Regions from separate parts of the Rattus norvegicus genome. Here region 2 is linked to region 1. A link is a contact called in public Hi-C data. All regions are on one chromosome and are shown on one strand. The core of a region is the stretch at or near the end of the contact, and the rest is flanking DNA. Distances in the headings are between cores, read along the strand shown.

Region 1 (3,885 bases), core at 640-3,139:
GGAAGAGCAGTCGGTGCTCTTAACCACTGAGCCATCTCTCCAGCCCAGGGTATTATTTTCTAGTTGGAAAAATAAATAAATAAAGCACCACCACCACCAAGCAACAACAATAACAACAACAACAAAAAAATAAAAAACAAAACAAAAAATCTTCCCCAGCAAACTGGCAAGGTGGCCCAATGGGTAGAGACTTGCTGCCCAGCCTGATGATCTGGAGTTCAATTTTTTGGGACCTACATGGTAGAAGGAGATGATACTCTCCTGAGAGTTGTTCTACATGTGCACCATGGCATGTGCGCGTGCGCGTGCGCACACACACACACACACACATGTATATCCTTCCTCACAAAATAAATAAGTAAATATAATAAAAATATCTTTATCAAGACATATCCACTCCCCGCTTATCCCTGTTCCCATCCCAAGAGAACCACAAAATCTGACTCACTTGAACCAGAGGAGAAAAATACCTCCCTCTGCCTCCCCAGGGCAGCTTCCTTCCCCCAAATCTACATCATGCTGGCATAGTGACTCCAGTTCTTGGTGGTTTGTCACTCAGCTTCTGGCTTCTGTGGGTACCAGGCATACACAAAGGGCATATACATACAAAATCAAATTTTTAAAAATCAAAAACGGAGGGCTGGAGAGATGGTTCAGTGGTTAAGAGCACTGTCTGCTCTTCCAGAGGTCCTGAGTTCAATTCCCAGCAACCACATGGTGGCTCACAACCATCTGTAATAAGATCTGGTGCCCTCTCTGGCCTACAGGCATACATGCAGGCAGAATGCTGTAAACATAACAAATAAATTTTTTTTTTTTTTAAAATTGGGCTGGAGAGATGGCTCAGTGGTTAAGAGCACTGTCTGCTCTTCCAGGTCCTGAGTTCAATTCCCAGCAACCACATGGTGGCTCACAACCATCTGTAAAGAGATCCGATGCCCTCTTCTGGTGTATCTGAAGACAGCTACAGGGTACTCATATATAATAAATGAATAAATAAATCTTTAAAAAAAAACTTTAAAAAAATAAAAAATAAAAATAAAAAAAATCAAGGGGCTGGGGATTTAGCTCAGTGGTAGAGCGCTTACCTAGGAAGCGCAAGGCCCTGGGTTCGGTCCCCAGCTCCGAAAAAAAGAACCAAAAAACAAAATAATAATAAAAAATAAAAAAAAAAATCAAAACCAGAGGGTGGTGGTGACTGTGGCGGTGACGGGCACACACCTTTAACCCCAGCATTCAGGAAGCAGAGGCAGGCAGATCTTTGTGAGTTTGAGGCCAGCCTGGTCTACAGAGTGAGTTCCAGGACATCCTGGATTACACAGAGAAACCTTATCTCAAAAAACAAATAAACAGGGTTGGGGATTTAGCTCAGTGGTAGAGCGCTTGCCTAGCAAGCCCAAGGCCCTGGGTTCGGTCCTCAGCTCCGGAAAACAAACAAAAACAAACAAAAGGACAGATTGGGCCAGGTATAGTACAGCGGTGCATATCTTCAATCCCAGCATTCAAGAGGCAGAGGTAGGTGGATCTCTGTGAATTCCCGGCCAGTAGAGCTACATAGTGAGATCCTACCTCAGACAAATAGCTAGATCAAGAACCCTAAAATCCCTTCCGTACTTTATTAAGACAGCTTTAGAGGTATTTGTTTTGTTGAAACAGGGTTTCTCTGTACAGCCCTAGCTCACAGAGCCCCAACCGCCTCTGCCTCCCGAGTGATGGGATTAAAGGCGTGGGCCACCAACACTCCACACTTTCAAGGTTTTTTTTAATAACTAAGCAGAGACCCTGAAAGCCAGAAAAGAGATAACGGATTCAGTTTATGGTCACACTAATCCGCTCTTCTGTCTCAGGAAATTCTAGAGCGCCATCTAGTGCCCACCCAGTTCAGTCTGCAGGCACTAACGGCCTCAGGTCAAAGAATTCTTTCCGGTTATTGATCAGCTGATATTTCTGCTGGCAGAGTCCAAAGCTTCTGAGACTCTTCTGGGGTCAAGTCCAGTCACCAAAGAGCGAAACCCTTGGAAGCAATAATGTCCTTTTTCTCGTATGAGGGAAGGCCGGCTCATATCTGACGACCTCACACAGTTGAATCTGAAAAAGGACAAATTCCAGGACCATAAGGACCCCAGCAAAGAAGGAAGTCCCCTCAGAGTAACTAGAGGCCCCGGGGTTGTGTGCGCTCTTCTACTTCCTCCCTAGATATTACAAGAATCAAAGTTACGTTCTTTCCTTTAAGATTTATTTTTAATTACCTATGTGTATTCATGTGCCAGCATGTGGGTGTCCCATCAGAGCAGGTGCCTACTGAAGCCAGAGGTTTGAAGCTGTAGTTACAAGTGATTGTAGGCTGCCCAGTGAGGGGGAGAATTGTAATTTGGTCCTCTGCATTAAGCAGAAAGCATTCTTTAAATGCTGAGCCATTTCTCCAGATCCCAAATTATATTCCTTATTAGTACAAGGATCAGGGTTTGTTTGTTTTTTCTGTCATGACCACCCTCTCTTGTCAACATTCCAGTACTCAGTCCTCCTCACTGGTACTGACGGCAAGCCTCAACCACCCACTCTGCGTGCCTCCTAACCTCTACAGTAGACGAATTTCTGTTATTCCCCTGTGGTCCTGTGTAACTGTCTCATTCCCCTCCTAGCTAGAGGCAGCATATCTAAACTTCAGATCCACTTAAGGTCTCTCTAGCTCTTGTTCCCTCCCTCATCCCCCTTTCAAGACAAGGTTGCACTGTGTAGCCTGGACGACTTGTAACTCATCATGTAGACCAGATTGGGCCTCAAGCTTGCCTCTGCCTCCCCAGTACTGGGATTCAAGTTCTATCCCAGGACAGTGCTTACCTCTCAAGAGTCAGATGGCTTCCACAGGGCCCCCAGAGTCTCAGCATGATGGACTTCCTCTTAGAGAGCAGGGTGCAGCTCTTCTTTTACAAACCTCGGAGCTCACCAGGTGGTGGCGGTACCAGACTTTAGTCCCAGCACTCGGGAGGCAGAGGCAGGGGGATTTCTGAGTTTGAGGCCAGCCTGGTCTACAGAGAGAGTTTCAGGATAGCCAGGCCTACACAGAGAAACCCTGTCTCAAAAGAGCAAAAAACAAAATAAAATAAAACAAGCCCCGGAGCTCACCAGATGCTAATCCTGAGGACTCTGCAGCTTTTCTGTGTGGAGAGTCTCCATGTCACCTGCAGTAATAGATGAGCCCTACGGGATGATCCTCTTTCCGAGGCTACTTCATTCACACACGGAAGTGGATTTATGCAGGTAGGACAGAGACTTTTTGAGAATACAACAGTGAATTTCACAAAGGTGATAAAACATGGGTGCTTTGTGGGTAATGGTATATCAGCCCCCAGAGAGAAGTCATTGCTCTCACTAGAGCTCTCCAGCTAGGGGCACGAATGAGACAGCATTTAGGCATGCTTCTGCCCATGCAGCCACCTGGAGAGAGGGGAGTTCTTCATTGCCCATAATACCCTCTTAAATATGCCCCTGAGATTCCAACCTTACTAGATGCCATCTGGATTCCAACTCGGGGAGCTCTTACACACTGCAAAGCCACCAAGAAGACTATTCTGACACTTCTCAGTGGAGCGCCCAGCAAATCAGCAGGCTGGACAGGCTGTTTGACTCCCATTACAAGCTGCCTTAGTTCCCAATCCTTCCTCTACAACACGTCCCACTCCCCAGGACTCTCTTGGGCTTTATATCAGGGTTTCAAAGCCACCCCAGAGGGATGGATAAACAAAGCCCAGCAACCTGCTGCTCCTGGAATCTCCCCAGTGAGAAGAAAGCCTTAACAGTTTCATCAAGCCATGAATTTGGGGACCCGGGCCCTCCAACTTCTAATTGAATTCCTCTTTACACGCCTATCAATCTCCCAGACCT
Region 2 (3,707 bases), core at 780-3,279, 83 kb before region 1:
CAGGGCCTTGCACTTCCTAGGTAAGCGCTCTACCACTGAGCTAAATCCCCAGCCCCGTGCTAAATCCCCAGCCCCGCTGGATTGCTTTCAATTCTCCAGCCTACACTCTCATTCAGTTGCCTTTCAATACAAAACTGTGCAGTTTTCCAATTCTTTACTGCATCTTCTGGGAATATGGATACCACATAGGAGAAACTGTTCTGTTTACTTCAAAAAGTTGATTCCTCCCCTTTTACCCGGGGCCCTTCTGTGTCCTCTGCATGTGGGCTGATCCCCAGGGTACCCAACAGTTTCATTAAGTCCTCATGCCCAATCATAAAAACCACATTTATTTATTTGTATTGTATTTTTTTAAAAGATTTATTCATTTATTATATATAAGCACACTGTAGCTGTCTTCAGACACACCAGAAGAGGGTACAGATCTCCTTACAGATGGTTGTGAGCCACCATGTGGTTGCTGGGAATTGAACTCAGGACCTCTGGAAGAGTAGTCAGGTGCTCTTAACCGCTGAGCCATCTCTCCAGCCCTTATTTGTATTGTATTGCTTTTTAAAAGTTACAAGAGTAGGGGCTGGAGAGATGGCTCCGTGGTTAAGAGTATTGGCCAAGGCTTTTTTTGGGAAAAGCCAGATTTGATTTTCAGCATCCACATGGTTGTTCATGACTGTGTGTACCACCAGTTTTATTTCTTTACTCATACATTTGTTTGTTTGTTTGTTTGTTTGTTTGTTTGTCTCCGCATTGGTGTTGGGCCTCTGTGAATGGTTGTTGGAGGGTATCAGATCCCCTGGAACTGGAGTTACAGATATCTGTGAACTACCATGTGAGTGCTGGAAATTGAACCCCATTCCTCTGGAAGAGTAGCCAATGCTCTTAACCACTAAGCCATCTCTCCATTCCCCAGCACCACTCCTCAACTCCTCCAGACCTCCCCACCCCTTTCTAGGGATGCCTTCTGGCCTCCATGGACGACACTAGGCACACAAATGGTACACAGACAAAATACCCATACAACAAGATAATAATTTACAACTTTAAAGGTAAAACTTACAAGTGTAGTGTGGTGATACAGGCCTTTGAGCACAGCACAAAGGAGACAAAGGCAGGGGGATCTCTGAGTCCAGCCAGTTCTATATGAACACCTGTTTTGCTTTTTAAAGTTTTTTTCATAAATGTAGGTAGAATAGGTGGTATGTGCTTTAATTTCTAGAGGAAAGGGGGTAGCATTACAGGACCCCTGTAATAAAAAGGCAGGTTGAGAGCTGGAAAGTTGGCTCGGTAGTTAAGAGCATTTACTACTCTTGCAGAGGACCCAAGTTCGGTTCCCAGCACCCACACGATGACTCGTAACAAACTGTAACTCCCGTCCCTTCAAGTGTCTTCAGCCTCTAGGCACACGGAAGGTGCACATACACACATATAGGTAAAACACATACGTGAAATTAAAAAAATCTCTCTTTCTCTCTCTCTCTCTCTCTCTCTCTCTCTCTCTCTCTCTCTCTCGCTCTGTGTGTGTCTGTGTGTGTGTGTGTGTGTGTGTGTGTGTGTGTGTGTGTGTGTGTGTGTGTGTGTGTAGCATTGGCTTTCCGGGATTAATTCGCTCTGAGACCACGCTGGCCTCAAATTTAGACATCTGCCTGTCTCAGTCTCCTGAATGTTGGGATTAAAGGCGTATGCCACCATGCTCGTCTACTCTTAAAACAAAACAAAGTCAGGTAGGCTACAGGGCAGCAGGGTTAGTGCCCACACGTTGTCTGTAGTCCGGGTAACTCACCCGAAGGGGTCTGTAAATAAGGACACTGCCTGCCTGGGTACCTGCATTCTCCGCCAGCAGCTTTGAAAGCCCAGATCCCAACCAACAGACCTTGGGCTCTCTGATCCCGCCATGCTGGAGCTCGTCGGACTACAAATCCCAGGAGGCCTGGGGTCTACAGCACTTGGGCCACCGGAGGGGCGGAGTTAAGCATGCGCTCAGAAGACTGGGTGGGCCCTGCGTGTTAGGGGTGGAACGAGGTAATGGGCGTGGGCTCAGAGAAGCGCGGGAAGTCCAGATTTTCGCGGCGGCGGCGGCGGCGGCGGTGGCTGTGTGAATATGACGCTGGAACAGGAGCTTCGCCGTGAGTATTCTGGGGCGTACTTGTCGGGACGCAGGGTGTGGGTCGGGTCCTGGGTTAGACTTGATTCTCTCTTCCGGCAGAGCTGAGCAAGGCGAAGGCCAGGGCCCAGAGGAATGGACAGCTGTGCGAGGAGGCGGTCTGCTGCCACCAGCTGGGGGAGCTGCTAGCTAGCCACGGTGAGCCGGAGTGGTGAGAGGGAGGGCTGGCGGCAGGGGACTGACTGAGTGATGGCGCACCTTGAGCCCCCCACGCCCCTCTTCCGGCAGGTCGCTTCCAGGAAGCTTTAGAGGAGCACCAGCAGGAGCTACATCTGCTAGAGAGTGTCCAGGACACCCTAGGCTGCGCTGTGGCCCACCGCAAGATCGGAGAGCGGCTGGCTGAAATGGAGAACTACTCTGCTGCTCTGAAGGTACAGAGCCTTCACTTCTTGTTGAGGAGTGAGGACTAGTATACAAATAGTATTCAGCGACAACTGACACGGCAGGCAGTCACACCCTTATGCTTACTCGGGGCGCTGCCCGGCTCTTGACTCGGGGATGAATGAGTTTGTGACAACTGAAGAGAAGACTCGGGACCCACTGCTATGGCAAGCAACACTCCAGGCAGCCCTTAGTGGTCTCCCATGACAACACTGCTACATAGACAGTCCTTTGCACAGGAAAGATAGGACATGGGTGTAGCCAACTCTGTTGAATTTTGGGAAACAGAAGGTTCTCTTTCATAAGAGTAGCTTCCTCTGGTACTTCAAATGCTTTTTCTTCTCTCTTTTTTTTAAAGATTTATTTATTATATATAAGTACACTGTGGCTGTCGGATCCCATTACAGATGGTTGTGAGCCACGTGTGGTTGCTGGGATTTGAACTCAGGACCTCTGGAAGAACAATCCGTGCTCTTAACCACTGAGCCATCTCTCCAGCCCACGCTTTTTTTTTCTACACTAGCACCAGCATCTCTACCTGGATCTAGCTGGTTCCCTGTCCAACCACACTGAATTGCAGAGAGCCTGGGCCACCATTGGCCGCACCCATCTGGATGTATATGACCACTGCCAATCAAGAGATTCCTTGCTGCAGGCACAGGCTGCCTTTGAGAAGAGTTTGGCTATTGTGGATGAGAAACTAGAGGGTGGGTGCCCTTTCCCTGGATTTTCCCTCCCCATATCCTGCATTCTAGGTCCTCCCTTTCCAAGGCCTGAGTTGCTCACCAGCTTGAACCTGTGAGACATCTGCCCCTTCCCTGTATACTCTATCTGCAGCAGACTCCTGGCTCACTCAATAAGAGATGGAAAAAGGGTGGGATAAAGGGAAAACCCCATACCCAGAGGAGGCAATTGAGTCCCTAAAGCTCTTGCTTTCCAGGGATGCTGACCCAGCGGGAACTGAGTGAGATGAGGACCCGTCTCTACCTCAATCTGGGCCTCACCTGTGAGAGCCTGCAGCAGACAGCCCAGTGCAACAACTACTTCAAAAAGAGCATCTTTCTCGCTGAGTGAGGAGGAGGGAGCGGGTGGTCGCCTGGGATCCTTCTGAGAGGGCAGCTTGCCTAAGTTGTTCGTTTGCCATGTACATTTATGCTGCAGGCTGAGG

The links. A called contact is a pair of places that touch in the nucleus more often than the background predicts.
Region 2: a Hi-C map of liver shows a contact between it and region 1, with 7 times the contacts expected there. The contact joins the promoter of Tonsl here to the enhancer-like site in region 1. A contact is called at or near these places in 8 of 12 Hi-C or Micro-C datasets (the A7r5 cell line, the Rat2 cell line, Schwann cells and 4 more).

Annotation. Positions count from the first base shown.
Region 1 is chr7:110,155,910-110,159,794 of GRCr8, reverse strand. It overlaps LOC134479929 (a long non-coding RNA gene), which reads right to left. Exons shown (of 2, transcript XR_010053861.1): 1 at 2,842-3,885; 2 at 364-2,088. Among named protein-coding and RNA genes, the nearest start is that of Slc52a2, 15 kb to the right of the region's middle. Within about 2 kb of position 1,889, at least 3 of the 93 cell types and tissues checked have an H3K27ac peak or open chromatin away from gene starts, as enhancers often do. A contact at or near this core is called in liver, where this site is marked.
Region 2 is chr7:110,239,719-110,243,425 of GRCr8, reverse strand. Tonsl (tonsoku-like, DNA repair protein) reads left to right here and starts at 2,029. Exons shown (of 26, transcript NM_001130572.1): 1 at 2,029-2,120; 2 at 2,201-2,296; 3 at 2,387-2,529; 4 at 3,063-3,246; 5 at 3,480-3,609. The coding sequence starts at 2,096.